Linked DNA regions of Anas platyrhynchos: region 2 is linked to region 1. The links are chromatin contacts, called in public Hi-C maps. All regions are on one chromosome and are shown on one strand. Each heading gives the region's core, a stretch centred on a gene start, on an enhancer-like site or on the middle of the called end of the contact. The rest is flanking DNA. Distances are from core to core; before and after follow the strand shown.

What was found. A called contact is a pair of places that touch in the nucleus more often than the background predicts.
Region 2: a contact with region 1 is called in a Hi-C map of small yellow follicle, with 4 times the contacts expected there. The contact joins the enhancer-like site here to the promoter of TACC1 in region 1. A contact is called at or near these places in 4 of 8 Hi-C or Micro-C datasets (skeletal muscle, small yellow follicle and subcutaneous adipose tissue).

What each region holds. Positions count from the first base shown.
Region 1 is chr23:609,571-612,270 of IASCAAS_PekinDuck_T2T, forward strand. It overlaps TACC1 (transforming acidic coiled-coil containing protein 1), which reads right to left and starts at 1,447. Exons shown (of 14, transcript XM_072027255.1): 1 at 1,294-1,447. The coding sequence starts at 1,346.
Region 2 is chr23:675,700-678,399 of IASCAAS_PekinDuck_T2T, forward strand. It overlaps FGFR1 (fibroblast growth factor receptor 1), which reads left to right. Exons shown (of 18, transcript XM_072027251.1): 18 at 1-593. Among named protein-coding and RNA genes, the nearest start is that of NSD3, 6.8 kb to the right of the region's middle. Within about 2 kb of position 1,287, at least 1 of the 8 cell types and tissues checked has an H3K27ac peak or open chromatin away from gene starts, as enhancers often do. A contact at or near this core is called in subcutaneous adipose tissue, where this site is marked.

The DNA.
Region 1 (2,700 bases), core at 197-2,696:
GGAGCCTGCCCAGGCTGCCAGCCCACACCTGGTCCCAGCACCGCTGCAGTGGGTGGCACGGGATGGACCAGGGACCCCGCAGCGCCCCGTGACAAGCCCCACATGAGAAGCACCATGAGGTGGAGCATCCCCAGGGCCCTGCCATGTCAAGAAACCCTCTAGCACCTCTCTCCCAGCACAGCAGCCCCTGGGAAGCCCCCTTTGGTGCTCCAGGGGCTGGGGCTGTGCCTCGTTTGCCCACTGAAAGGCCCCGCGGTGGGCAGCTGCCTCGCCACGTCCCCAGCATGTTCCCCTCCTGTGGCTGCCTTCACACAGCTCTGGCTGCTTGCTCCAGCACACAGCAAACAATGGCAGGGGTTTTCTGCCCGGGAACACCTCTAGTTCATATCCAGAACACTGCAAGGAAATCATGGGCAGGGCAGAGCAGTGACAAAGGACAGAACGTGCTCGGTTCTCCCTGGCCAAAGCCAGAGCTTGCAAACTGAGGGGTGTTTGTAGTCATTCGGCAGAGCAGCAGCCGAGAAGTGGCAGCACCTGCTCGCTGAAACCTGGCACACGCTGCAGGGCAGGGGCAGGGCAGGGCAGGGCAGGTGCAGGCAGCAGCCACCCGCTGCAGGCCGGCGCTGCTGGCGTGCACCCGATCTGCTCCCGCTCCAAAACGCAGCAGCAAAGCTCCCCGAGCGCACCACCGGGTGGCTCACTTAAGGGAAATATTTCTGTGTTGCAGGGAGTGTTTGGGTTGATGTTGAGATAAGCTGTCCCCAGCTCTCCTCTCCAGCACGGGCTGCTCCTTTTGTTCGCAGTTTCCAAACCCCGCTGGTTACGGGCAGCCCCGCGCAGCCCCCCGGCTCCTAGCGGGGACCCCGCTCGCATCCAGCTCCGACTTCCACCCCTCCTTTTCCAACGGCGGCACCGAGAAGTTCAACTTCTGCCCCTGCTCCGCGCACCGCCACTTGCGCAGGGGCGCCGGAGCCGCCCCCACCCCGCGCACCCGCAGCGCAGAGCAGCCCGAGCCCGCGGGGCCTGGGGGGGCTTTGTCGGTAAGCACGGAGGAGGAGAGGAGGGGAAGCGAAGAAGGAGAGGAGACAGAAGGAGCCGCGGAGCTTTCCGCCGCGTTTAACCTTCGGGGGTCCCGGCCGCCCCCTGCCTGCCCGGTACGCACGGGCCGGGCACGGCGCAGGGCGCCCCCCGACCCCTGCCCCGACCCGACCCCGACCCCGACCCCGACCCCGACCCCGACCCGCTCCCCCCGACCCCAACCGCTCCCCCCGGCCCCGGGCACCCCGCACTTACCGGCGCCCGGCGGCGCCCCCCTCCCGCGGCTTCTGGCTCTGGGCCCCCCCCATGGCGGGGCCGCGGCACCGGCCCGGGGCACCCCGCGCTCCGCCGGCCCGGGGGGCGCTGCCGCCGCTCTCGGCCGGCCCCGAAGGCGTCCCCGCCTCCGCGGGGGGGGGCCCGGCTCGGCGCGGCCCCGGCGGCCGCTGCTCCCCCCCCGCGGGGCCGGCCGGGGGTGCCCGTTAGCCGGGTGCGCCCCTCGACCCCCGCGCCCTGGGGCGCGACCCCCGGTGGGTCCCCCCCAGGCAGCCCCGAGGTGCCGGGGGTGGGCTGCGGGCTCCCACCCGGTGCTGCCCGACGAGCCGGGGGTGGCTGGGGAGAAGCAGCAGCCCCCGGGGCACGGTGTGGGAGCTGCCCCTGCCTCCAGAGCCCCAGAATGGGGAGGGTTGGAAAAGCCTGGGGGGGTTGGTGACCCCCCCAGGACAACGGGCGCAGCCGGTGGGGACTGACCCGGGCACAGCACCAGCATCCCAAGCAGAGCGATGTCTCCCCATGTTTGCATCAGTTTTGGTGGATTTATTCTGAACTTTTTCCTCCCTTCTGTCAACCAGAAAGCCCGATGCTATATCATACCCCGGCACCAAGCCGAGGAGACCCAATAAAGCACCGACGCTGCCTCTGCCCCTAGAATCGCCTCTCCCCAAACCACCCCTCGCAGGGAAGGTCAGCCAGCCTCAGCACCAGGCAGCAGCCAGAACCCACAGCAGTCCCCTCCGCAGGGGAAGGTTTAACAGAGCAGCTTAAAAGCACAGAGGTGACCCTGCTAAGGGAACATTATGCTTGGATTTATTTTAATTAAAGTGCCTGAGTGAACACATCAATTTCTGACACCATTTGGGGCTTTTTAGTTCTGAGAAACTGAAAACTCAAATATTAATTTAATTTTTTTTTTTGGTGTTCTGGCTTGGGTTGCATTATTTTTTGGCAAGAAAAGCGATGACACCCTTGAAAGCTTTCACCTTCCTAAAAAAAGAAAACTATAAAAAGCCTTCCTTGGATGGAAACGTTTTCCCAATCAGCCTGACCGCCCTCATGTCCGGGTGTGTGGGCAGCGGGGCAAAGCCCAGCACCCCCCTGCTTGCCACAAAGGGCACCCCGCAGCCATGCCAGCAGCCTCGACCATTCCCCGAGCTCCCCAGGAAAAGCTGTTGATAACGGGAACGTTTCCTCTGCCACAGGTGCAGGGCCAGCCTCTGCTCCGTGCAAGGGGAGCGCAAAACCCAGCGCCCTGACTCCGCTCGGGGCAGGTACGTGAAGGAGGTGAAGGGATGGCGTCTTGTTTGGTTTGTTTTTTTCAGTCCCAGGCTTAAGATGCAGAGCTTGGAACACTCTTTTGGCTGCTCTTATGTTCTGCATTCATTTAAA
Region 2 (2,700 bases), core at 37-2,536, 66 kb after region 1:
ATAAAAAAAAAAAAATCATATATTTTGCTACTTTTGCTGTTTTTATTTTTTTAAATTATGTTCTAAACCTATTTCAGTTTAGGTCCCTCAATAAGAATTGCTGCTGCTGCTTCAGTTTTATATGGGGTTGTATTCAACAGTAATAATGATGTGTCGATGCCTTTTGGGAGCACGTTGTCATGGTGTAAATGGCCTTTCCTCCCCCCTGGCTCCCGGGGTCTCCGGCGCTGCTGGGCCGGCTGCAGCCCCCCGACACCGGGGCGCTGGCACAGCACGGCCCCCGCTCCCGGGCAGCCCCCGCTCCTGGGCCATGCCCTCCTGTGCCTTACCGGCGCCGCGGGGAGCGTCCTGGTGCCGGGCAGCCCTCCCCGGGCCCTGCCCTGCCCGGCGGTGCCGGTGCCGGTGCCCGGCCCGCGGAGCTGCCCGGCGGTGCCTTGGTGGGGGCGCGCGTCCCTGTCCCTCCCCGGCACGGCAGAGCCAGGGCGCTGTTACTTGAAAAGTTTTATTTTGCCTTTGTATGGAGAAATATTATTTGTTGTAAACTCTTCTGTAATGAATCTGGAATTCTTGTAATTATTAAAGACTTTAACCAAGCCGCGCCGGAGCCCAGTTTTGCCAGTCCCACGTGCGGCCGGGTCCTGGCCCCCGGTGCTGGGAGACGCCGCAGACTCTCGGCTCCTCCGGGCTCCCCGTTTGGGCAGGAGGAGTTCAAAGGCTGCGAGGAATGCGGGCTGCTCTGCTGGGAGCTGTTTTTCCTGACCCCAAAATTCCCTGTACCAATTCCACCCCGTTCAGCAACCTTTGCCTCCTCTCCGCCACCAGCGCGCGGTGCCCATGACGGCGGCAGCGTCACCCCCACGTGTTTCCCACCCCCAGGCTGGACCCCCCTGGCTGTTCCCCCCCGCGGCCGCTCCGTCCCCGGGCAGGGAGCCCCTTCCCAGAGCAGGGGGGGCTCGGCCGGGGGCGCAGCCAGATGTTCTGGCAGCCGCGTGCGCGCCGCCGTCCTCGCCAAAAGCTCGGCGCATGAGGCCAGCTGGGCTCCAGCCTCCAGCGCTGGGGATGACCCAGGGACCCTTAACCCCCTCCCCGCCACCCATCGGGAGCTGCTCCCCGCGAGGAAGACGAGGCTGAGCAGCTGGGTGGCTTCTTGGAGGCCGGGGGGGGGACAGGTTTGTGTTTTTGGGCCCCCCCTGTCCGGAGGTGCCGGGGATGTCTCCAGCTGGGCGGCCGCGCGCAGCCCTCCCTCCACCCTGACGTCAGCCCCGAGTTGCTCCCTGCACTTTTTTCGTCTTCTCCACCTCCTCCCAGCACGGATCCGGTGCCAGCTCCAGGCCGTTTGCCTTCAGCTGTGAGCTGCTGCCCGCGGAAACCGCGCCGGCCCTGGGAAAGGCACCGGGGAGCAGCGGGCGGTTACGGGCATTGCCAGGAGCCCTGGGGGGGACGTGGCGGGGGGGTCCCCAGGGCTGGCAGCGTGGCTGGGACCTGACTCACCCACCGCAAGGGCGAGGGGCAAGGGCGAGGGGCTCGCAGCCCCTCTCCTTAGCCAGGAAATGGTTAAGGCTGCAGGCTCGCGGTGCTCCCTGTCTCCCCGGCCCTTTTAAAAGCATCTGCTTGTTGCTATTTCCATGTGTAAATTAAATCGATCAGCTGCGCTCTCGCCCCCTCCCCTCCTAAATTAAGTAGGGCTTTTAATCAAGTGATTTATGTTGAATTCGCAGCCCTAGATTAAACTCGCAGCCCAGGCAGGCAGCGGCGGGGGGAGCAGGGCTGGGGGCATCCATAAATCACCGCTCTCCTTGGGACCGGCTTGGCAAGGCGGCGGGGAGAGATGGAGCTCGTGTTTACATCATCAGAAACTGCTGCTATCACAATCTTCTGCTCATTTCCTGGGGTTACCAGGAGGGCAATTAAATATGATAATAAGCAGAGCGACTCCAGCAGCGCCGCTGGTGCCTGCCCTCACACCGCAGGTTTGGGGGTTTGGGGGTTTCTGGGTGGGCACGGGGCAGCACCCGGGGCAGGGGAATTCTGCAGTTCTGCCCCTCTGCCCTTCCTGGGAGCATCCCCTTCGAGCTCGGGGACACAGCGACACCCCGACCCCGAGATGGGGACACCCAGACCCCAAACCCCATCCCGCACCCCGAGCACGTGGCTGGCGGCACCGGGCACTGGTGGCCACCGAGCACCTCACCCGTGGCCACACTTTTGGCTCCTGCAGCATCCTTTGTGTCTCCCACTCCTCGCCTTCCTCCTCCTCTCCTTTTAAAGCCCTTCGGCTGCACAGCACCGAGACAATCTCTTGGCCCCGGCCCAGGCTCTGGCTGCTCGGCTGGGCTGGGAGCTGGGCTTTGTCTGGCTGCCAGCGCTGTCAGGAGCCTTCCTCGCCATCCCACCTCGCTGCTCCGGGTGTGCAGGGCCGGGAGCAGGGCTGGGGGCTGGGAGCGGGGCTGGGGGCGTCCCGGGCAGGGTTTTGCCTGCTCCCACCCCATGCCAAGCACAGGAGCATCCCGCAGCACCGGGGGCAGCTCCCCAGCCATAAATTATTTCCCTGGGAGGAAATAACCCCCAACCCCAGGGGCGGCCGAGCAGAGCGTGCAGGAAATGGGGTGGAAGCTCCAGAGCCCTGGGCAGGGCTGGGGGCTGGCGGGGGAGCCCCTTCCCCCTCCTCCTGCATCCCCACGGGACAGGAGCTTGTGCAGG